Linked DNA regions of Gossypium hirsutum: region 1 is linked to region 2. A link is a contact called in public Hi-C data. All regions are on one chromosome and are shown on one strand. The core of a region is the stretch at or near the end of the contact, and the rest is flanking DNA. Distances in the headings are between cores, read along the strand shown. Region 1 has its middle 18 kb from the start of LOC107956810. Region 2 holds the start of LOC107955041 (fasciclin-like arabinogalactan protein 7).

What was found. A called contact is a pair of places that touch in the nucleus more often than the background predicts.
Region 1: a contact with region 2 is called in a Hi-C map of leaf, with 2.9 times the contacts expected there. The contact joins the enhancer-like site here to the promoter of LOC107955041 in region 2. A contact is called at or near these places in 10 of 34 Hi-C or Micro-C datasets (anther, callus, fibers and 2 more).

What each region holds. Positions count from the first base shown.
Region 1 is chrD07:51,544,301-51,550,314 of Gossypium_hirsutum_v2.1, forward strand. No RefSeq gene overlaps it. Among protein-coding and RNA genes, the nearest start is that of LOC107956810, 18 kb to the right of the region's middle. Within about 2 kb of position 2,296, at least 9 of the 9 cell types and tissues checked have an H3K27ac peak or open chromatin away from gene starts, as enhancers often do. A contact at or near this core is called in fibers, hypocotyl and leaf, where this site is marked.
Region 2 is chrD07:51,353,771-51,359,901 of Gossypium_hirsutum_v2.1, forward strand. It overlaps LOC107955041 (fasciclin-like arabinogalactan protein 7), which reads right to left and starts at 2,140. Exons shown (of 2, transcript NM_001327631.2): 1 at 2,032-2,140; 2 at 530-1,519. The coding sequence starts at 1,486. The coding sequence ends at 695.

The DNA.
Region 1 (6,014 bases), core at 1,046-3,545, 190 kb after region 2:
CAGTACCATCAATCTTCAAAGCCTCAATTTTGTTCTGTTTGCACCGCTTCATGGTTCGATTGTGGAAGAAGCTTGTGTTTCTGTCTCCATTAGAAAGCCAGTCACTTCTCAATTTTTGAAAGCATAACAATTCTTCTTGAGTTAGAACATTTTCAATCTCAAGTTGAATGTCAGCTTCCCTTGTTCTGAGTCGCACAGAATTACAATGCTCCAAAGCTTTCTGTATAGGTCCCAATTTTAGCATGGCTCTTTGCTTTCGCACAAAAATGGTTTTATTCCATGCTTGGGCCGATTGAGTGAAATTCTCCAGGTTCATTGCAATATCATCTTCTAGTTTCCATGAATTTTTGATGACGTCACAGAATTTAGGATGTATTAACGAACTTGCTAATAAATGAAAGGGTCTCTCCCCATACTTGCCGGATTAGTCAAAACAAGGATAGGACGATGGTCAGACTTCAATTTATACAAATTTCGAACAGTGGTGTTTAGTGCGAATGTTTGCAAAAGATCGTTGTAAAGAGAGCAATCAAATCTCTGGAAAAAACTGCCCCTATTCCAAGTAAACATCGAGCCTTGGAACCCTAAATCATGTAGTCCATGCTAAAAAAAGAAAGACCTGAACTGATTGCATCTTGCTCGGTGCAACTCAAATCCGCCTTTCTATTCGTCGTTCATAATAATATCAAAGTCGCCCACAACCAACCATGGTTCCTCAAGGTTAGTAGCAAGCCAACCCAATTTCTCCCATAATTGTTTCCTTGTACCTTGCTATTGACTAGCATATACAGCAGTAAGAGAAAAGAAAAATGGCTTAGGTTATTATGGATGCGCATATGCATAAACTGCGAATGAACTTTCAGGACATCTAGAAATTCGCAAAACTAGAAGCTTCAACTCTGAACGAAATATTAAAACCTAATTTCGCAATAATTGAATCAGCCTTATTCCCACTAATTCGTGTTTCAAAAAAAGTCACAATGTCTAGACAAAACTTTTCCCTATACTTTTTCAAAAAATTATGAAAGCAAAGGTGTCCACACCCTTGGCAGTTCCAGAAAAATAGACGAAAATTAAAAGACACCATTAAAAGATGGAGAAATGTGAGAATGGTACCAAGGATTTCAAAACGATTCAACATCCATCAGAGTTTCATCCTCTGAACCTTGCACCCCATCTATCTCTCCTGACATTGTCGTAATCTCTCTAGAAGTATGACTTAACCCCTAGATTATGCCATCCATGGCTAGAGCAACCGGAAGAGATGAGAGGTCATCATTTGAAATATTAATTGGCTCTTGACATGTGTTCTCGCCTGATCTTTCACTGTTCACGTCGAGTGGGTATTGGCCAAAATTCTCCCCCATGTTTCATTTAGGTTCAAGGGTAAAGGGATGATTCATTTCTTTGTTTGCAGTAGTATTTCCTGACTTAGCCAAAAATTTAATCGCCACATTTTTCCTACTGTTCAAATCTGAGCCCACTATTTGAAATTGAATTGGATTTAGATCATTGTCTAGGATTTTTGGGCCCATCTGTGATCCATCATCAAAAGGATAAACATTTTGTCCGAAAGAGGATGCACGTTTTTTGTTGGAAGGCTTAAGAATGTTTAGGTCTTCATTTTGTTTGGAAAACCTACCGAAGCTTCCTCTCTTACCATATCTTCTATGCCCGCATCTTGTGCTCCTAATTTTCAGCTTTCATCAATGCCAACTAATCCATAAGATTGCTTTTTTTTCCTCTCTATGATTAACATTGAGGGACCCGAATCTAGAACCACAAACCACACCACCATCTATGTCGTTGTTGGGGTTCGCCATCAATCAAGGCTTCCTCCTCTGTTTGCATTCAACAAGCATCCCAGGACCAAACTGCTCATCCTCAACTTCTTTTTGCATCTCAGAACCCCGTATTTGTGACTGGTTGTTTTTTTTCTCCGAGGCAACACCTTGACCAGATTTGTGCGAAGAAAACTCTTAGTTGTGCCCAAATCTCCCGCAATGAAAGAAACCATAGGTAAGGATTCATACTCGAAACATTGAGTTTTCCCATCGATTTGTGTGGACAAAACTCTCGGTTATGCCCAAATCTTCCGCAATCGAAGCAAACCATAGGTAAGGATTCATACTCGACACATTGAGTTTTCCCATCGTTTTTAACTTTTGAGACTAGAGGCTTTCCCAAGTCAACGTAGACCGTAAGTCTAGAAAATTTCCCTCTAGAGCTATTATCTATATTATGGTCGATCTTCACCACCAGGCCGATTACACTTCCAATAAAATGTAGCAAACTTTTGGTGCACATACCCCTTGGCAATCCCAGTAACATGATTGTCCAAGCCCAAATATGCCCAGGTCCAAATAAATAAACACTAAAAAGAATAAAACAATAAACAAGCCCAAACATCAAACCCACCCCACTGGCCTAAAACACACACAAAAAAACAAACGACAGAAACCCTAAAACAGCCTCCAACACAGTCCCCAACCGCCGCACGTCTAGGAACCGGACTCCGCGCACGTGCGCCTTTTCCACGACCTCCGTACCTGTGAGAAAAGCGGATCCAACACCAGTATACAGCGCAACAATAACAGAAAATAATGATTCTTTTTGTATTTTTTGGTATTTTTTTTTTATTTTTTATTTCGGTTATATAAACCGATTGTAAAAAAGAAAAAAGAGGGGGATTTTTTTTTGATACGAATGAAGAGAAATAAAAGATAGAAAAGTGGAGAGGTAGTTGATTTTTTTTGTTTGTTTTATTTTTATTATTTATTTATTTATTACCAGAAAATAAAAAAAAGGGGGAAGAAACTTATTTACTTTGCCGCGTTTGGCGCCGTCTGGAGGCCGAGGTTCGTCGTTTCCAAGGACAAACGACACTATTTTTTGGCAGGGGAGTCGAAAAAAACTAAAAAAAATTGATTTTTTGGCCATCGTGGACGGCAGCGCCGTCGCCAGCGACCGGCAGCCGCCACGGTGGACCGGCGTCGGAGTAATGGCTGGATTCTGGGGAATTGAGAGAGAGTGGAGAGGTTTTTTAAGTTTTTTTTAAAAAACAATGGTTGAAATGAATTTTTTAAAATTTTTTGGGCTTAAATACCTATATTAAAACGGTGTCGTTTTGAGTTTTAAGTTCAGTGGCCGAAACGACGCCATTTTGGCATTAGTCCCTTCCTTACCCGCGTGTCAACCCGACCGAAGGAAGGATCTGCGTGTTTTGTTCTAGAAACTAAACCTCATATAGTGAGCTTTAGGAACTTGCCCTAGGTAGAACTATACCAAACCCTAGTGGACTCTTGAATAAGTGCTTTTATTATTTCATGTTCGTGTTGAATTATGTCTTTATGCATGATACTAACTTGGGTTTATTTTGCTTTGGCTGCATGGCATTTTGACTGCATGACATTTCATTATAGAAAAGAGGTGTTGATTCATGTTCGGTTGTTAAATAGAGAGCTTGTCACGGAAAACGAATTTCTTGATAAGGTGGAAGGTAATACGGTTGTCCGAGTATAGTCTAAGAAAACGTGACACGAAAGGTGTAATAGTCTAACAAGAGGAGTATATGACTTTGCTGCGTTGCATGAGGATTCAAGTTGACAAAGATTATTCAAGAGTCATTAAACGTCTCAACCTCTTAAAGAAGCTAATGAACATGAGTGAGAACGGAGTTAAGACCTAGATCAAACAAAAAAGGAGCTAAAATTTGCGAGATGCATCTTAATATCCAAATGATCGATGTCTTCGCTTAGAGTACAAGGGCGAAGCCGTATATATCAACTTTATGTAAAGAGATTTGCTTTCTAGTGAAGCTGTTCTAGTAAAGAATTGAACCAGAATCAACGTCTCTTTTTGCATTCATTTTATGCATTTGCATTACATTACATCATATGCATCAAAGACTATTAAAAGATCCTAACCAACCAACTAACCAAACACCGTTACTGCACTCGAGCAAAAAAACTAAGGACATGGATCAGAGATTGGAAAAGCTGGAACAGTACCAGAAGGAAATGCAAGACCGACTTCAGCTACAACTACAGGAGTGGTTAGATTAAATTCAACAGGATATGTCAAAAAAGATGGTGGAATCCCAAAAAGATATGATGGCTAAGTTGACCCAACTGTTGACTGGGGAAAGTGATAAGGGAAAGGGCCCTATGGCTAATGTCAAAGAGGGAAACGATGATGAACCCCTCTATCCTCCAGGCTTTACTCCTCCACATGTGCGAACCCAAGCTGAAGTATACCCGCACAAATCTTCTGTCACAATCAGGCCTCAGCAGTTTTAGGCCGGTGCTTCAAACTTCCAGGATGGATCGAGCTCTAACCCCGAAAATAAGCCTACTAACTCTGTCATTCCTGACTTTGATGAAGTGGCTGAAAAAGAAAGAATAAAAGAAGAATTGCCAAAACAGTTGGAGGAAAGGTGAGAATGGCTCGAGGAGAGGTTTAAGGCAATGGAAATCACTGAAAACTATCATGGGATTGACACTAAATATCTGAGCTTAGTCCCGGATTTGGTACTCCCTCACAAGTTTAAAATGCCAGAATTTGAAAAGTACAATGGAACTAGTTGCCCTAAAGCTCATATCACCATGTTTTGCAGGCGGATGGCTGGATATGTTAATAATGACCAGTTGTTAATACATTGTTTCCAGGATAGCCTTACAAGGGCAGCATCTAAATGGTACAATCAATTGGGTCGTACCATGATTGGTTCATAAAGGGATTTAGCGCAAGCGTTCATGAAACAATATAGTCATGTAACAGATATAGTTCTTGATAGAATCACCCTTCAAAATATGGAAAAGAAGTCGAACGAAAGTTTTAGGCAATATGCACAAAGGTGGAGGGAAGTTACTGTCTAAGTTCAGCCACCGCTATTGGAAAGAGAAACAACAATATTCTTTGTCAATACGCTGAAAGCCCCATTCATTACGCATATGTTAGGAAGTGCTACAAAAAGCTTTTCTGACATATTATGAAGGTGAAATGATTGAGAAAGCTATAAGGAGGGGGAAAATTGATGCAAAAGAGAGTAACAAAAGGTCAGCCTCAAGGAGAAGAGAAAATGAGGTGAACAACACGGGTTACTCTAAATGAGTTACAGTGAGTCAGCCAAGAAAGGTGGTTGGTAATTAACAAAATTCATGAAGGCAAGATTCCGGCATGAAGACTGAGAAATTCCAGTTTACACCAATCTCAATATCGTATAGGGAATTGTATCAAAATTTGTTTGATAAACATGTAGTGTCCCCTTTTTCATGTGGAACCTCTACAACCTCCGTATCCCAAATGGTATGATGCGAACGCACAATGTGACTACCATGCGGGAATTACAGGGCACTCAATAGAGAATTTTACTGCCTTCAAAAAACTAGTTGAAAGACTCATCAACATGGGTGTTGTCAAGTTTGATGACTCATCTAGTGCAGGAAATTCGCTACCCAATCATGATTGATAATGGAGTGAATGCGATGTATGAAAAAGTGGTAGGAAACGTTCACATCAATGCCATACATAAAGACACAACTGAAGAAGGAGGCTTGTTAGATGTTCGTCATTGTAAATTTGGGAGTGTTTTAAATAATTAAACTGCAGAAGAAATCTCTGTAGTCTTTAAAGCTTGCCTAGAGTAATGCTCAAAACACACTTATTGCTTTTAACCTAGAGGCAGTAAGAATTCCTTTATGAAATAGGCTCATGTCTGAACGTCGTTATTCTAATAAAATGCATCTTTGCATTTATTTTTGAGCCAATATTCTTTCATTCTTTTCGAATAATTATTCTTTCATTCTTTTGGATTTTCTTCCACATCATTCTTTTATTCATTCATAATCATATTGTATAAATAATTATTTATAAATTCATACATTCTTTTGTATATTCTTTGGTACTTACTATAGGTCTCCAGATATCAATGACATGAGTGACGCTGCTAAAAACTTAGAGTTTCCTTTTGAGCGAGGCATGTGTTTAGAGGAATCTCATGACTTTGAAAATGA
Region 2 (6,131 bases), core at 890-3,389:
TAATCTTTATTCTACTTAGGTCATGTCTGATTTACCATAAGTTTAGTCAGTCACATCTATGTCTCTATCTTTTATGAGTCATCAACTTCGATACTTAAGATAAGGTATCTTCCCAATTGAAGTTGATAGATGACATGTTGGTCTTTTAATTAGTTTGCTTGTTTCCGATAAGACTAAGGACATGTTAAGATTATCTACTAATATAAGTTGTCTTTTTGTATTATGATATGATTATATAATACCGCTTAATGTTAGTTAAATGTTAGATAATTATTGAGCTAGTATTTACTTTTATTTTTCTTTATGTGGAAAAATCGTTGAAGATAATATAAAAAAATATTTTGTTAAACCAATTGATTTTGTTTTATGTTTTATCTCGTTTCAGCTTTTTAGTGCTATTTATGTCACCACTCACCCGTATTGTTGTGTCTGACTTAATATAAATTGTAAGCCGTGGAAGTTACTTATACATGAATTCTAATAATAAGTAAATAAAAGAAAACAGTAATCCATGCAAAAGGCGATTTAACTTGAAATGGTAATTATAACACAAGAACTTCCATTCTTAACACAGAATCTTAAGAACATATACAAGAAAAAATGGTTTTATAATCGAAGTAAATTCAATTGAGAAACTCAGAGGTGTGCTGCCCCCCATGAACATAACTTTAAGACTCAAAATGAAGTCTTATTATTAGAAAAGCAGAACCAACCCACCTAAGACTGCCAAAACCAGATGACTCCAAATGCTCAACTTCATAACCCTATGAGAAGCTGAATCCGATGGCAAAGCCTTCGACGGAGAACCGCCTTCTTTCGAGTCTGCGGATGGAGAATCCGCAGCTGGGCTAATATCAGGAGCTGGGGATGGTGCAGGCGTTGGAGGTATATCGGTACCAAAGATAGCCTCAGGAAGAAGGACCTTATTCACCTGATATATCGCGACGGGATCGGTCGAATGTACAGCGCTGGATACTTTTGTTTTGCTCCATCCTGAATCGAGGTGCACGGTGCCGGAGTCATCGGTGAAATTCAAAGTGTATTGGCCACCAGCAAGTGTAGTGATAGGGCCTTTTGTACTGAGGTAATTGAAGTCGGCAAGGGCATAGTATTTGGGCAAGGCATGGAAAAGGATGAGCGATTTAAGCTGATCATCACTGAGATTGGACAATGACGGCTTCTTAAGACCCTTGAACGAATCGTCTTTCGGTACGAAAATTGTAATGCCTTGTTCAGTGTTGTTGGCTTGGCTTTGGAAGGTGTCAATCACTTTAGTTGATTCAAGGTAGTTAAGGAAAGTGTGAAATGGACCAGCCACAGAGAGTAAATAGGTTAGGTTTACGTATTCTGGTGCCGGAGCCGGTGCAGGTGTCGGAGTTGGGGTCATTGCCACCGGAGCCGGTGGACTAGCCGTTTGCCCATATGTCAAGGAAGAGCACAGGAGCAATGCAGAACAAATTATCATAAAATTCCTGGAAAACTGCATTTTTCCCAGAAATTTGGTATTCGGTCCAAATTCCTACGAGAATCAAACCCATCACATTATGAACAAAAAACTGATATAAAATTCCCTAAGATCAAAACCGCATTTCACAATCTAGATAAGCAACTTCAAACAGGATCTAAAACAATTGAATTGCAGATGACATAAAAATGTGAAGACCAAAACTCAAAAATAAAAATAAAAACAAACAATTTTCAGCTCTTGAGCTCCTTCAGATGAAGTTGAGTAACAAAATTCCCCGAGTAATCAAAGTTCAGAACAAAAACCCAGATCAAATCTAATATTCACTTTACATTGAACTTCACACTGGAAGTTCCCTGAAAATCCAAATAACTTCCTCAAGAATCAAGAAGGAGAAAAAAAAAACTACAACCAGAAATGTACATCAACAGAAGCTAAAAAGAAAAATTTTTAAAAAAAAATTCTAGATTTAACTTCAGCATTAAATTAACTTGAAAGAAGAACTAAAGAATGCAACTTTAACAGAAGCAAATTTCAATGAGAGCAGAGAAATGAAGGACAAAAACCTTGCTAAAGAGGAATTCAGAAAGAAAGCTTAATCCTTCGCTGACCAATGTAGCAGATTGGTATAAGCTGGGAGACGCTATATAAAGATGTGTTCTTTTTTTTTTTGATAATTTTTTTATTTTTGTGGTAATATTTTAAGGGGAAAAAAAAGAAAAGAAAGAGAGAACATGGACCTCATTTAATGTCTCATTCGTATAGATTTTATGGTTAAGAATTATGTTTTATATTAATTGCCAATAAAACTTTTTAACTTTTTGTAATCAAATTAAAATAATATTATCATTCTTTATATCTGAAATAATAATTTCATCATTCTTATACCTTGAATTTTTTATTTTAAATATTTTATTTATACATTCAATTAACCACGACCACAACAATTCAAACAGTTGTATTATTTTTTAAGCATAATGATTTATTTGTTTCTCGAATTTAAAAAAAATTATTTTAATCATTTATTTAATTTTTCGTTTCTTTTAATTTTTAAATTTGTACTATTTGTCAAATCATCCCAAACTGGATAAAAATATTAATGTTTGTTAACTTTCCACATGGATGCCATATTGACACTTAAATAATTTTTTAAAATTTTAAAAATTAAAAAATTAAAAAATATATAATTATTTAAATTAATTAAAAATTATAAAAAAATTTAATATTTTTAATATTTTAAAAAATAATTAATTATCAACGTAACATACATTTAGATTGTCATGTGAATATTATGCCAATAAAATTAATAAATGTTAACTTTTTTTTGATTTGGAAAAATAAATAAATTTAACGACTAAAAATGACTAAAAAAAATATAACTATTTATATTTGGATTGAAAGAGAATGGGCGGTCTTTCCCTTAAAGGAAAATTAATGCATATTTTTTATGTTTTTTAATTTGGCAACTTTTTGAAGGAAAGAGGACATGTTAGGTAGGCTTTCTTAATCACTTTTAAACTAATTAGTATTCTAATCCTTTGAGACGCCAACTCTTGTGCTCTTCACCATACTTTATCATCATTTTATTTCTCATCCAAGGTTTTCATACGTCATAAATTGGTCTTTCCTATATCTAAAATTAGTTAAAAGTAATTGATTGAGTCTTAATACTGTGCATTATTGTTAATGAAGGAGGATGCGAGTTTAAGTATATTGAATCGCATTATCCTCCTATTTATGAGTTAGGGAAGGATTATAAATAATTCTAAGTATTGTGCCAAAAAACATATATGATTAGAATAAAATTAATTAAAGATAAGTAATAATTAAAAAAATTAAATAAGACCATAAAACTTGTGGAAGTTTATTTATTTAAAGAAAAAAAGGGGAAATTTTTGGGAAGAGAAGTGTCGGCACTGATTAAGATGATATTAAGAGAAAAAAATAATAATTCAGCATTGATTACATCTATTTATATTTAAATAATATTCTTAATAATTTCTTATTGCTTATTTATTATAGATTGTTTTAATTTGTTTTTTAAATTGTTAAATCGTTACTAGTGATTAAGCGAAGTGCTTGAAAGGAGTGACAGGAAAGTGGGTACTTCTCCGGTACTAAATCTGGAAATCGAAAACATAAGACACATAGGAATTGTTTATACAGTTCGGTTTTCCTACATTTGTAGAGCTTAACTCAGTGAGAAATATTCTCTCTCTTCAACGGTTACAACAAAATGAACCTAACTTATCACACATACCATGATGATTTTCCTCACTTTCAAACTTTGAAGAACAATACTTTCACTACTAAGTTTACTCCAATGAACTCAGCAAGTAAAACCACAACAAAATCGATTCTACTAACAATTTGCACTCTAAAAAAAAATTCACCAACTTGAACAAGATAATTGCTAAAAACTTTTATTTACAAAAAAACCTATACAAGCCTCTCCCTTAAATAAATTTATGTTCGAGACTTGCTAACATAGAAGATCTCTAACAATGCCATTAAAACAATAATGCAATAAAATGTTTACAATATAATAATAGATAATAAATCAATCAAGGACTCTTGGCAGCCAATCACATAGAATTTCAATCAAATCCAAAAATCCATATTGAAAGAGATTGACTTGAAGTGATTTAATTTGATCCGATTTTTAATATAAGATTCCCAAGTAATATGTCATTCATTGTTGGGCTAAATATCCTTCAAATAATCAACACAACCTATTAAACCGTTCAATAAATTGTCAATACTTCAATATGAAAACTATCACTCAACAGCTCCAATGTTAGTGAAATGGACACTTCCTCAGTACTTAAAAAATTTAATATTTTTCAATAGTTTCAAAATTAAAATGCTTAAATTTTTTTTGTAATTTTATATTTATCTTTACCCAAATCTAACCATAATTAATTATTATTGTATTTGAAAAATATAATTTTAATTTGATAAATGTTATTTAAAATTATATTTTAAGTTTAACAATTTAATATGTATTAATTTTAATATTATAGTATTAAAAATTAATTCAATTAAGTAAAATATTAAAATAAAAATAATTTATTTAAAATCAAATTTATATTTAACATATAAAAATTATTAAAAAAGTTAAAAAACAAAAAATAATTTTATTTTAATTTTTCAAATTCAACATTCTCATTCTTGAGATTGCTTTTAACGCAAGTATAGATTTGATTTTCAACCAACCTTGTTAGGCACTAGTTAAGGAAACCTTTGAAGAATAAATAATGATTAATTTTACATTGTATGTAATAAATTTGAAATTCCAACTTTACCTTTTAATTTTTTTTAAGCTATGAATTTTTTTGTTTAATATAATAGTTGGTACTTGAATTTGACATGTTTTTCTTAATTTAGTATCTCAATTTGACACTTTTTCTTAAGTTTGTATTTAAACTTTTTGGGGGTCCATTTTAGTACCTCAACTTAACTCTTTTTCCTAATTTGGTACATAATCTTTCTTTTGTTAGATTTGGTACTTGTCAAATGTTTTACAAATTACTCTAATATACTAACAATGTTATTTTTTTTAAGAAGTAGCAAAAATAATCAATGTATGACTGACTTGTGACAGATGATATTATATTTTTTTGTATTTTATATGTTCAATTGCTTTTAATTTTATTTAATTAATTAATTTTTTTTAATTAAAAATAACGAATTTATTTTAATTTGGGGTTTTATTTTTTTTCTTATTTAATATCAATTTGTTAAGCATAGCTCAATACCTATTTTTTTTAACATAAATTTCCTCTAATACTGACAATATTTTTGTAGTATAAAATTTTTTTTAACACCGTTAGTGTTTTGTTTAATTTCTATAACATTAAATAAATTTAGATACCAAATTGAACTTAAAAAAATCTTAAGTATCAAATTAGAAAAAACTGTCAATTCCGATACCAAATTGGGCCCAAAAAAATGTAAGTACCATATTAAAAAAAATTCAAGTTTAAGTACCAAATATTATATTAAGCTATTTTTTTTGCAATTAAAAATAATAATGTCACACAATACAGGGCGTGTGAATATTTGTTTATTTATCCAAAAACAAGGTTCATGTGCAAAAATTCATCCAAGTCTTAAACAAAGCATTAATTTTTGGACAGAATCTGATATTGCCATTGCACCTAATTTTCAGGTATAAAAATGTTTAATAAATTTCTAATCAAACGCAATTTGTTGATTATATCTGCTCTTTTTAACACAATGTCTAGAATTATTTATAGCTTCTTCCCAACTTATAAATTGGAGAATAATGCACTTCAACACACTCGAACCCACATCCTTCTGCATGAACAATAATACCCAAACTAATTGAACTAATACTCAACTAACAATCCTTGAATTAGCTTAAATCAACATCATGGATTAATTATCAAACTAATCTATTTGATTACAGACACCCACTTCCTTTTATATTATCATAAATCTTAATCAACAGTAAGATTTGCGTCAATTCGTTAGTCATTAAATGTGTAGAGGCCAAGGTTTAATCAAAGCTTATGCTTCTTTAAGTTATTTAAAGCTTATGCATAATTGCATTTACCAAACAATTAATTATAATTTATAAATCTGTCATATTTCTAACTTTTTTTATTTAAAAAAAATATGAGAATAGTATAATAACTTATTT